Regions from separate parts of the Sus scrofa genome. Here all the other regions are linked to region 1. The links are chromatin contacts, called in public HiChIP or PLAC-seq maps. All regions are on one chromosome and are shown on one strand. The core of a region is the stretch at or near the end of the contact, and the rest is flanking DNA. Distances in the headings are between cores, read along the strand shown.

Region 1 (3,257 bases), core at 417-2,916:
ATCTCCAGAGTTTCTGATTACATGGGTTGAAAATAGGGCCTGTTAGTTTGCATTTCCAACCAAATTCCCTGAAGATGCTGATGCCACAGTTCCAGACACCATATTTTTAAAACACCAAACTAAGGGGAAGCTTTATTGGGTCCAACACAAGAGCAAGTACATTGCTGCTTCCCCTGACTACTCCGAGGGCTCCTTACTGGTCATGCAGTCTGCTCCGCTGCAGGAACTCGGAGGCGTGGGCTCACTATTTTCACTTCCTGAACCAGAGATAATAGCAGCAATCAGACATGACCGTCTCTAGGTCCAAACGTGAAGTTTTCTTATCTCCCCCATCTGTACACATAAGCTTGTGCGCTCTCTCTCTCTCTCTCTCTCTCTCTCTCTATCTCTCTCTCTTTTTATGGCCACGCTAGCAGCATATGGAAGTTCCCAGGCCAGGTATTGAATCTTAGTCACAGCTGAGACCTATGCCGCAGCTGTGGCGATGCCAGATCCCTTTAGCCCACTGTGCCAGGCCAGGGATTGAACCACCACGCCTCCACTGCAACCTGAGCTGCTGCAGTCGGATTCTTAACTCACTGTGCCACAGCAGGAACTACAGCTTTCTCTTCTTTTAAAATCTATAAAGTATCTCTGCTCTCATTAAAAAACCAATCCTAACACAGTTTCTCTAGGCCCTGGGCTGTTTCCTTTTCTCAAGAATTATGCTCCTATAATTCCTCCTTTCTCTGGCATCATTAATTTCTTTGTCAGCAGGGAGATTGCTGGATCAATCTCATCAGCATACCAATATGCTCTAATATTTTCAACCTCAAAAAAAAAAAAAAAGTGCCTTTGGAGTTTCCTGGTAGCCTAGCAGATAAGGATTTGGCATTGTCACTTCTGTGGTTTGGAGTCATTTCCTGGCCTGGGAACTTCCTCATGCAGCAGCCATGCCCCCCTCCCAAAAAAAAAGAAAAGAAAAGTGCCTTGATATTTCCATCCCCGTCTAATTACTACCCCATTTCTCTTCTTCCCTTCAGAACAACCCTTCCTGATGGAGTTCCCGTCATGGCTCAGTGGTTAACGAATCCGACTAAGAACCATGAGGTTGTAGGTTCGATCCCTGGCCTTGCTCAGTGGATTGAGGATCCGGCGTTGCCGTAAGCTGTGGTGTAGGTTGCAGATGCCACTCAGATCTCGCGTGGCTGTGGCTGTGGCATAGGCCAGCAGCTGTAGCTCGGGTTAGACCCCGAGCCTGGGAACCTCCATATGCCTCGGGAATGGTCCTAGAAAAGGCAAAAAGACAAAAAAAAAAAAAAAAAAAAAAAGAACAGCCCTTCCTGAAAATCTTGTCTGACGTCACTCTTTCCACTGCAATTGAGCTTCCACTGCTATAGCTGCCACTCTGTGGACAGGGAGCTCTTGTCAGAATCACCAGTGACTTCCATATTCGCTAAATACAGTGGTCACTTCACAGCTGTTCTTATTTGACCTCTTCGCAGTCTTCGGTAAAAGTGACCATACCCTTCTTGAAACATGCTCTCTGGGCTTCTATCACCCTGTATCCTCTTGGCTTTCCTCCAGCATTTCTGGCTACTTTCTGTCAAGCTGCTTTACAGGCTCCTCTGCTCCCCCTCCCTCTTCTAAATACTGAGGATTCTGCTCTACCCACTTCCCTGTCTGCGTATTCAGACCCAAGGCTTTAAATACCATCTAGCTGAGTCACAAACTCACCCCTGACCGTTCTCCTCAGCAGTGGACTCACTGTCCAGCTTCCCACCACTTCTAAGAAACATTTCAAACTTAACATGACCTCACAGACTCTTAATTTTCCCACCAAAGCCTGATTTTCCCCTCGCTTCCCCTGTCTCAGTATATGGTAGCAAGATGTATCTAGTTGCTCCAGAAGAAGATCTGAGTCATGCTGGGTTCCCTCTGTGCTCTATTGTATACCCAGGGCAAGCCCTATTGCCCTGCAGAGCTGGAAGACTGAATAGTATCTATAAAGTGCTTAATAGAATGCATAGCCCATTAAAAGAAGTAAACTATAGCTATTATTTTATGTTTATATTTAATGTATTATCATTATGTAAAATTTTAACTTCCATAGTAGCTGCATTTGCTTAGAGTTTTTGACACTTTTTTTTAAGTCAGTAGAAAATAGTTTTTGGATACTGTAGCATTCCTCATGAGTGCTGTTATATGTAGATACCAGTAGGGTTTTTCGCCTTGCCTCTTTCTTCAAGATGGAACAATCTCTGAGTTGTTTTCTTTGTCTTTTTTTTTTTTTTGCTATTTCTTGGGCCGCTCCCGCGGCATATGGGAGGTTCCCAGGCCAGGGGTCTAATTGGAGCTGTAGCTGCCAGCCTACGCCAGAGCCACAGCAACGCGGGATCCGAGCCGCGTCTGTGACCTACACCACAGCTCATGGCAACGCCGATCGTTAACCCACTGAGCAAGGGCAGGGATCGAACCCACAACCTCATGGTTCCTAGTCGGATTCGTTAACCACTGCGCCACGACGACGGGAACTCCCTCTGAGTTGTTTTTGAAACAAATCCATGATGACTTAATAAAGCAGAAAACTCACTTTCTTTATTTATTTCGTCTTTTGTCTTTTTAGGGCCGCACCCGTGGCATATGGAGGTTCCCAGGCTAGGGGTATATTCATAGCTATGGCTGCTGGCCTACACCACAGCCACAGCAACTCCAGATCCAAGCTGTGTCTGCAACCTACACTCCCAACCTTGTGGTTCCTAGTTGGATTCTTTTCTGCTGCGCCACAACGGGAACTCCAGAAAACTCACTTTAAAGTGAAAGTACTCACTTTCTAGGGATTCCTCTTTTTAATATTTCAGGGCCTAGGAAATAAGAATTCCTGATGACTAAAGTTAGATCCTGCTGCAGTTCTCATCGTGGCTCAGTGATTAACAAGCCTGCCTAGCATCCATGAAGATGCGGGTTCAATCCCTGGCCTCTCTCAGTGGGTTAAGGATCTGGCATTGCCCTGAGCTGCGGTGTTGGTCTCGGCTTGGCTCTGATCCAGCGTTGCTGTGGCTGTAGTGTAGGCTGGTGGCTACAGCTCCGGTTCTGCCCCTAGCCTGGGAACTTCCATATGCCGAGGGTGCAGTCCTAAAAAGACTCATTAATTAATTAATTAGTTGAATTAAATAAGTTAGCTTCTGTTTCTTTTCACCTTAAGCTTTTCTCAACTCACTCAGTTTGTTTTCCTTTCCTATTATCCTGTTGATTTTGCCATTCATAAAGGCACTAGA
Region 2 (3,257 bases), core at 323-2,822, 210 kb after region 1:
TGAGATTTGGAATGTGACTTCTTCCTGATCAATTTTATTTATTTATTTTTTTTGTTATTTCTTTGGGGCCGCTCCCACGGCATATGGAGGTTCCCAGGCTAGGGGTCGAATCGGAGCTGTAGCCACCGGCCTACACCAGAGCCACAGCAACGCGGGATCTGAGCCGCGTCTGCAATCTACACCACAGCTCACGGCAACGCCAGATCCTTCACCCACTGAGCAAGGGCAGGGACCGAACCCGCAACCTCATGGTTCCTAGTCGGATTCGTTAACCACTGCGCCACGACGGGAACTTCTTCCTGATCAATTTTAAAGCTAAAGGACTCAAAGGGAGCTCAGTGCATTAAAGAAGCCAGCGTTGCCTTGAGCTTCGGTGTAGTTTGTGGATGCGGCTTGGATCCCGCGTTGCTGTGGCTGTGGTGTAGGCTGGCGGCTACAGCTCCGATTAGACCCCTAGCCTGGGAACCTCCATATGCTGTGGGTGTGGCCCTAAAAAGACAAAAAATAATAGTAAAAATAAAGAAAAATCACAACATATAGCCCAACTAGTACTTACAGGAACAGTGATAGAGATAGTTCGGAGTTGGAGCTGTCCCTGGAGATAAGGAACAGGCAGCCCTTCTATCTAGAAGGCAGGGCACAGCCGCATATCAATTGGTGGAGCCACTGTTCACTGGATACTCAAAGCGGAAACCTTCAGCGTCAGCCTTAGTACTTCTTGCTCATCTGATTCATTACTAAGCAGCCAGTTCTTCCTTTTTTTTTGGTCACAGCAGGAACTCCCAGGTCTTCCTTCTCAGCCTCTCTCATAACAGTCCCCTCCTTTCCACCCTCATGGCCGCTGCTCTGGGTGAGGCCTGGCCGTATCCCCCGAATGCATCGTTGAGGACGGTTTTAGTCTCGTGAAAAAGAGAGAAAGGGAAAGAGGGAGACTGACTTACCCCCCACCAGGAAGTCTGGCAGAAGACAGCAGAGAAGTTCCAGGATGGCTGATTCAGCAGTTGAAGGACCTCAGCAAGGACCCAGTTTCTTTCTCTTTTCTCCTTTACGTCCTGAGAGCTGGGCTCTTGTCCTTGGGCCTGGCGCCTCCTCCCGAGGTGCCCGCTGCAGTGGCAGGAAAGGGAAGTCACCCCTGTCCTGCATCCCTTTTTGAAAATGAGAGAAAGGATTTCCCTTGTGGCTCAGTGGGTTAAGCAGCTCAGGCTCAGGTCACTGCTGTGATGCGGGTTCAGTCCCTGGCCCAGAAACTTCCACATGCCATGCATGGGCACAGCCAAAAAAAAAAAAGAAAGAAAGTGAGGAAAAATTTACCAGCCATCCGTCTCCACCCCCACGGACTTCCATTTGGTTGCTTTGTCAAAAACTGTGTAGCATCCTATGCCTAAATTCTTCCCTTGGCAAAGGCGGTGGAATTACTTTGAGTTCTTAGACTAATCAAATTTCACCTCCTAAGGCTGGGGAGGGGCCCCGCTGCCCTGAATCCCTAGGGTTGTCCGAGTTCTCCAGGAATTCAAGGGCTGGGAGTTGATTTTCTTTCCCGCTCTCCTTCAAATCTGCCTCCACACTGCCCTCCTGTGGTGTCTCTAAATCTGGCCGAGCCAGTCCCCTGCTTAGAGCCCTTCCACCACCCTCCTAGGTCCTGGGGACTCCCTAGAACCAAGTTCAAGCTCCTTATCACACTCTGGGCTGCTTCTCCAGCAGCGTCTCCGCCTCACTCTTAGCACCCCAGCAACCCTGAGCCTCTGACAGCTCCCTGCCTACGCCTGGTCCAGACCCCTCATCCTGACTTCTTCCCCGGCCAAATCCCAGCCATCATTCACAGCTCAGTTCCAGAGTATATGGTCAGGTGATGAAAACATCAGGTCACCTCGCTTCTCTTCTCAAAACCTGCCATGGCTCCCATTTCACACAGAGACAACCTGAGTCTCTACCGAGCTTACAGGTCCTTATGTCTGAAATTTCTGAACCAGAGATTATGAACATTTCTGAGGGGCTTGAAATAATTGCAGTATTGCTTTCCCCCAAATATTATACCCAATTACATTTTTTTTTTTTTTTTGCCTTTCTAGGGCCGTACCCACAGCACATGGAGGTTCCCAGGCTAGGGGTCGAATCGGAGCTGTAGCTGCTGGGCTATACCACAGCTATAGCAGTGCCAGATCTGAGCCTTGTCTGCCATCTACACTGCAGCTCATGGCAACGTCAGATCCTTAACCCACTGGGCAGGGCCAGGGATCAAACCGGAGTCCTCATGGATACTAGTCAGGTTCGTTTACCACGGAGCCACGATGGGAACTCCCCCAACTACATTCTTGTAGTAGATGGGTCAGAATGCATTCTTCTGGAGTTCCCTTGTGGTGCAGTGAGTAAAGGATCTGGCATTGTCACTGCAGCTCAGGTTGCTGCTGTGGCATGGGTTTGATCCCTGGCCCAGGAACTTCCACACGCCACAGGCACAGCCAAAAAAAGTTTTTAAAGAAAAAGATCAGCAGGTTAAGAACCCAACATAGTGTCTGCGAGGGGACAGGTTTGATCCCTGGCCTCACTTCGTGGGTTAAGGATCCCAGGTTGCTGCAAGCTGCAGAGTAAGTCGAAGATGCAGCTCGAATCCAGTGTCTCCATGGCTGTGGTATAGGTTGGCAGCTGCAGCTCCAATTTGACCCTTAGCCCGGGGACTTCGATGTGCCCCAGGCATGGCCATAAAAAGGACAAAAAGGAAGTTCCTGTCATGGCTTAGTGGAAACAAACCCGACTAGCATCCATGAGGATTCAGGTGGGATCCCTGGCCTCGATTAGTGGGTCAGGGATCCAGCGTTGCCATGAGCCGTGGTGTAAGTTGCAGATGAGAATCAGATCCCATGTTGCTGTGGCCGTGGTGTAGGCTGGCAGCTACAGCTCCGATTCGACCCCTAGCCTGGGAACCTCCAATGCTGCGGGTGCAGCCCTAAAAAGACAAAAAGAAAAAAATAGACAAAGTGGGACTGGAGGAGTTCCCGTTGTGGCACAGCGGAAACAAATCCGACTAGCATCCATGAGGATGTGGGTTTGATCCCTGACCTCACTCAGTGGGTCAGGGATCCCGCATTGCCATGAGCTGTGGTGTAGGTTGCAGGCATGGCTTGGATCCCGCCTTGCTGTGGCTGTGGTGGAGGCCGGCAGCTGCAGCTCCAATTCGACCCCTAGCCTGGGAACTTCCATAGGTCGCGGGTGTGGCCCTAAATAGCAAAAAAAAAAAAAAAAAAAAAAAAGTGGGGCTG
Region 3 (3,257 bases), core at 276-2,775, 180 kb after region 1:
AAAAAAATATTTAAAAAGAGAAAAAGAATGTATATATTTATGTGACTAGGTCCCTGTGCTATACAGCAGAAATTGACACAACACTGTAAATCAACTATACTCAACTAAAAAAAGGGACAGAAGAGTTCCCTGGTGGCTCAGTGGGTAAGGATCCAGCATTGTCACTGCTGTGGCATGGATTCATTCTCTATCCAGGGAACTTCCGCATGCTGCAGGCACAGCCAAAAAAAAGAGAGAAAGACGGAGACGCTACAGGTAGAGAAAAATACTTTCAAACAACCTGTCATTTTAAAGAACAAAAAACAAACTCTAGGAAATTTAAAATACGATAACAAGAAGGAACACCTCAATAAAAGAATATAAATTTGAAATTTCCCAGAAAGTAGACCAAAAAGACAAAGAGAATATAAAAGAGAAATGATAGAATATGAGAGAACTAGTCCAGGATGTCCAACATCCAAAGAGGAGTTCCATAAAAAGAGAGTAGAGAAATTACTTAGGAAACTGGTGTTCCCTTTGTGATGCAGCAGAAACGAATCCAACTAGTAACATGAGGTTGCAAGTTCGATCCCTGGCCTCTCTCAGTGGGTTAAAGATCTGGTGTTGCCGGGAGCTGTGGTGTAGGTCACAGACTTGGCTCGGATCCCACATTGCTGTGGCTGTGGCCAGCAGCTACAGCTCCGATTAGACCCCTGGCCTGGGAACCTTCATATGCTGGGGGTGCGGCCCTAAAAAGCAAAAAAAAAAAAAGAAAGAAAGAAAGAAATTAAAAAGGAACTGGAGTTCCCTTTGTGGCACAGCAAAACGAATCCAACTAGTAACATGACATTGCAAGTTCGATCCCTGGCCGTTTCACTCAGTGCGTTAAGGATCCTGTGTGGCTGTGGGCTGGCAGCTCTAGCTCTGATTTGACTCCTAGCCTAGGAACCTCCATATGCTGCGAGTATGGCCCTAAAAAGCAAAAAAAAAAAAGAAAAAGAAAAAAGAAAGAAAGAAATAATATAAGGAAATGTTCCAGAATTGAAAGATAGGAATTTACAGAATGAAAGGACCTGCTAAGGGCCCAGCACAATGGTAAAAATAAACCCACATCAAAAACAAAAACAAAAAAACCCACATCATTGTGAAATTTCAGAATGTCAGAGACAAAGCATGCTATAAGCTTACAAAGAGAAGTGAATAGGCCATGCACAACTAATCAGGAACCAGAATGGGCTTATCAGGAGCAGCAATGAAAATTAGAAGATATTAGAACAATACCTTCAAAATTCTGAAGGAGAATTAGTATCAACTTAGAATTCTATACTCAAACTAAGTATTAATCAAGTATGTCAGTAGAATAAAGACATTTTCAGGCATGAAAAGGTGTGTTCCATGAAAATGAAAAGTAAACGAAAAGGAAATAGATAGCAAGTAAGAGATCCAAGTCAGAAAAGGCAAAAAGGGAATCCATGGCACAATAGCAAAGGCAGATCCAAGGATGACAGCCATGCATGAAGCATAAAGGGAGCAGATGGTCCAGAATGGAATCCAGGAAACATTAATCAGAAAGATGAAACTGATAAAATGCCAGATACATATAAACATCTTGAAAGATGTAGGCAACCAGCTAAAAGTTGGGTTTGAATTATTAATAACATAGAACACTATCTAACAAAAACAAAACAATTATTAACTGTTGGTTTTGGTTTTGATTTTTTTAAGTTGTGGAATTTCCTTTGTGGCTCAGCGGTTAATGAACCCGACTAGGATCCATTAGGACATGGGTTCAATCCCTGGCCTCGCTCAGTGGATTAAGGATCTGGAGTTGCCGAGAGCTGTGGTGTAGGCCAGCAGCTGTAACTCCGATTTGACCCCTAGCCTGGGAACTTCCATATGCCGTGGGTGTGGCCCTAAGAAGCAAAAAAATAAAAGTTGTGTAAGAAAGGAAAAGGCATCGCAGTTTGCTGTTTCTCAACTATGAATTAGAATTTACAGGAGTTCCCTTTGTGGCTCAGCAGTTATCAAAACCGACCAGGATCCATGAGGATGCAGGTTTAATCCCTGGCCTCGTTCAGTGGGTTGAGGATCCAGCATTCCATGAGCTGTGGTGTAAGTTGCAGACGAGGCTCGGATCCCGCATTGCTGTGGCTCTGGTGTAGGCTGGCGGCTACAGCTCTGATTAGACCACCAGCCCGGGAACCTTCACATGCCACACTTTTAACCCTAAAAAAGGCGAGAGAGAGAGACAGAGAGAGAGGGAGAGGGAGAGAGAGGGAGAGAGAGGGAGGGAGGGAGGAGAAAGAAAGAAAGAGAGATCGGGAGTTTGGGCTTATCAGACACAACTTAGAATAGATTTACAAGGAGATCCTGCTGAGTAGCATTGAGAACTATGTCTAGATACTCATATTGCAACAGAACAAAGGGTGGGGGGAAAAAAAGTAATGTATACATGTAAGGATAACTTGATCCCCTTGCTGTACAATGGGAAAAGAAAATTTAAAAAAAATCTGGGAGTTCCCGTCGTGGCACAGTGGTTAATGAATCTGACTAGGAACCATGGGGTTTCGGGTTCGATCTCTGGCCTTGCTCTTTGGGTTAAGGATCCTGCATTGCTGCGGCGCTGGCATAGGCTGGTGGCTACAGCGCCGATTAGACTCCTAGCCTGGGAACTTCCATGTGCCGTGAGAGCGGAACTAGAAAAGGCAAAAAAAAAAAAAAAATCTGATCTACAAAAAAAAAAAAGAGAGAGGAGAAAGAGAGCGAGAGAGGAGAAAGAGAGAGAGAGAAAGAAAGAGAGAGAGAGAGAGAGAGAGAAAGAAAGAAAGAAAGAAAGAAAGAAAGAAAGAAAGAAGAAAGAAAGAAAGAAAGAAAGAAATGTGACTTATGTAGTCATAATAAACATTGATCATTGACCCAAATTATGCTATAACTATACTGAAAGAGTGAAGGGCAGAAAGGGAAAAAGGGAGCGGCGAGCGAACACCTCATCTTCCATAGTGAGGAAGATGCCTAAAACTGAAAAATCGGAGAGTAGTAATATTTGTTATTATCTGTAGACAGGGAAGTAAATACTGAAATACTCAGCAAAAATAAGTCAAAGGCTTGCCTCTGGGAAGAAGGAAGTGAGTAGAGGGGACAGGAGACTACTTTTTTTTTTTTTTTTTTTATAATGACATTTTTTTCAGTACAGCTGGTTTACAGTGTTCTGTCAATTTCTACTGTACAGCATGGTGACCTGGTCACACATACATGTATAGATTCTTTCTCACATTATC

The links. HiChIP or PLAC-seq counts read pairs in DNA pulled down with a chosen protein or histone mark.
Region 2: a contact with region 1 is called in an H3K27ac HiChIP or PLAC-seq map of alveolar macrophages. The contact joins two enhancer-like sites. A contact is called at or near these places in 4 of 47 Hi-C or Micro-C datasets (embryonic fibroblasts, skeletal muscle and subcutaneous adipose tissue) and 1 of 2 datasets of contacts at active chromatin or transcription factors (alveolar macrophages).
Region 3: a contact with region 1 is called in an H3K27ac HiChIP or PLAC-seq map of alveolar macrophages. The contact joins two enhancer-like sites. A contact is called at or near these places in 1 of 47 Hi-C or Micro-C datasets (epiblast stem cells) and 1 of 2 datasets of contacts at active chromatin or transcription factors (alveolar macrophages).

The regions. Positions count from the first base shown.
Region 1 is chr6:166,285,910-166,289,166 of Sscrofa11.1, forward strand. All of the region lies in intron 4 of ZSWIM5 (zinc finger SWIM domain-containing protein 5), which reads left to right. Among named protein-coding and RNA genes, the nearest start is that of UROD, 43 kb to the right of the region's middle. Within about 2 kb of position 1,667, at least 10 of the 83 cell types and tissues checked have an H3K27ac peak or open chromatin away from gene starts, as enhancers often do. A contact at or near this core is called in alveolar macrophages, where this site is marked.
Region 2 is chr6:166,499,074-166,502,330 of Sscrofa11.1, forward strand. All of the region lies in intron 2 of PTCH2 (protein patched homolog 2), which reads left to right. Among named protein-coding and RNA genes, the nearest start is that of PTCH2, 9.1 kb to the left of the region's middle. Within about 2 kb of position 1,573, at least 13 of the 83 cell types and tissues checked have an H3K27ac peak or open chromatin away from gene starts, as enhancers often do. A contact at or near this core is called in alveolar macrophages, where this site is marked.
Region 3 is chr6:166,464,041-166,467,297 of Sscrofa11.1, forward strand. The region is part of intron 10 of EIF2B3 (translation initiation factor eIF-2B subunit gamma); the gene reads left to right. Among named protein-coding and RNA genes, the nearest start is that of PTCH2, 26 kb to the right of the region's middle. Within about 2 kb of position 1,526, at least 2 of the 83 cell types and tissues checked have an H3K27ac peak or open chromatin away from gene starts, as enhancers often do. A contact at or near this core is called in alveolar macrophages, where this site is marked.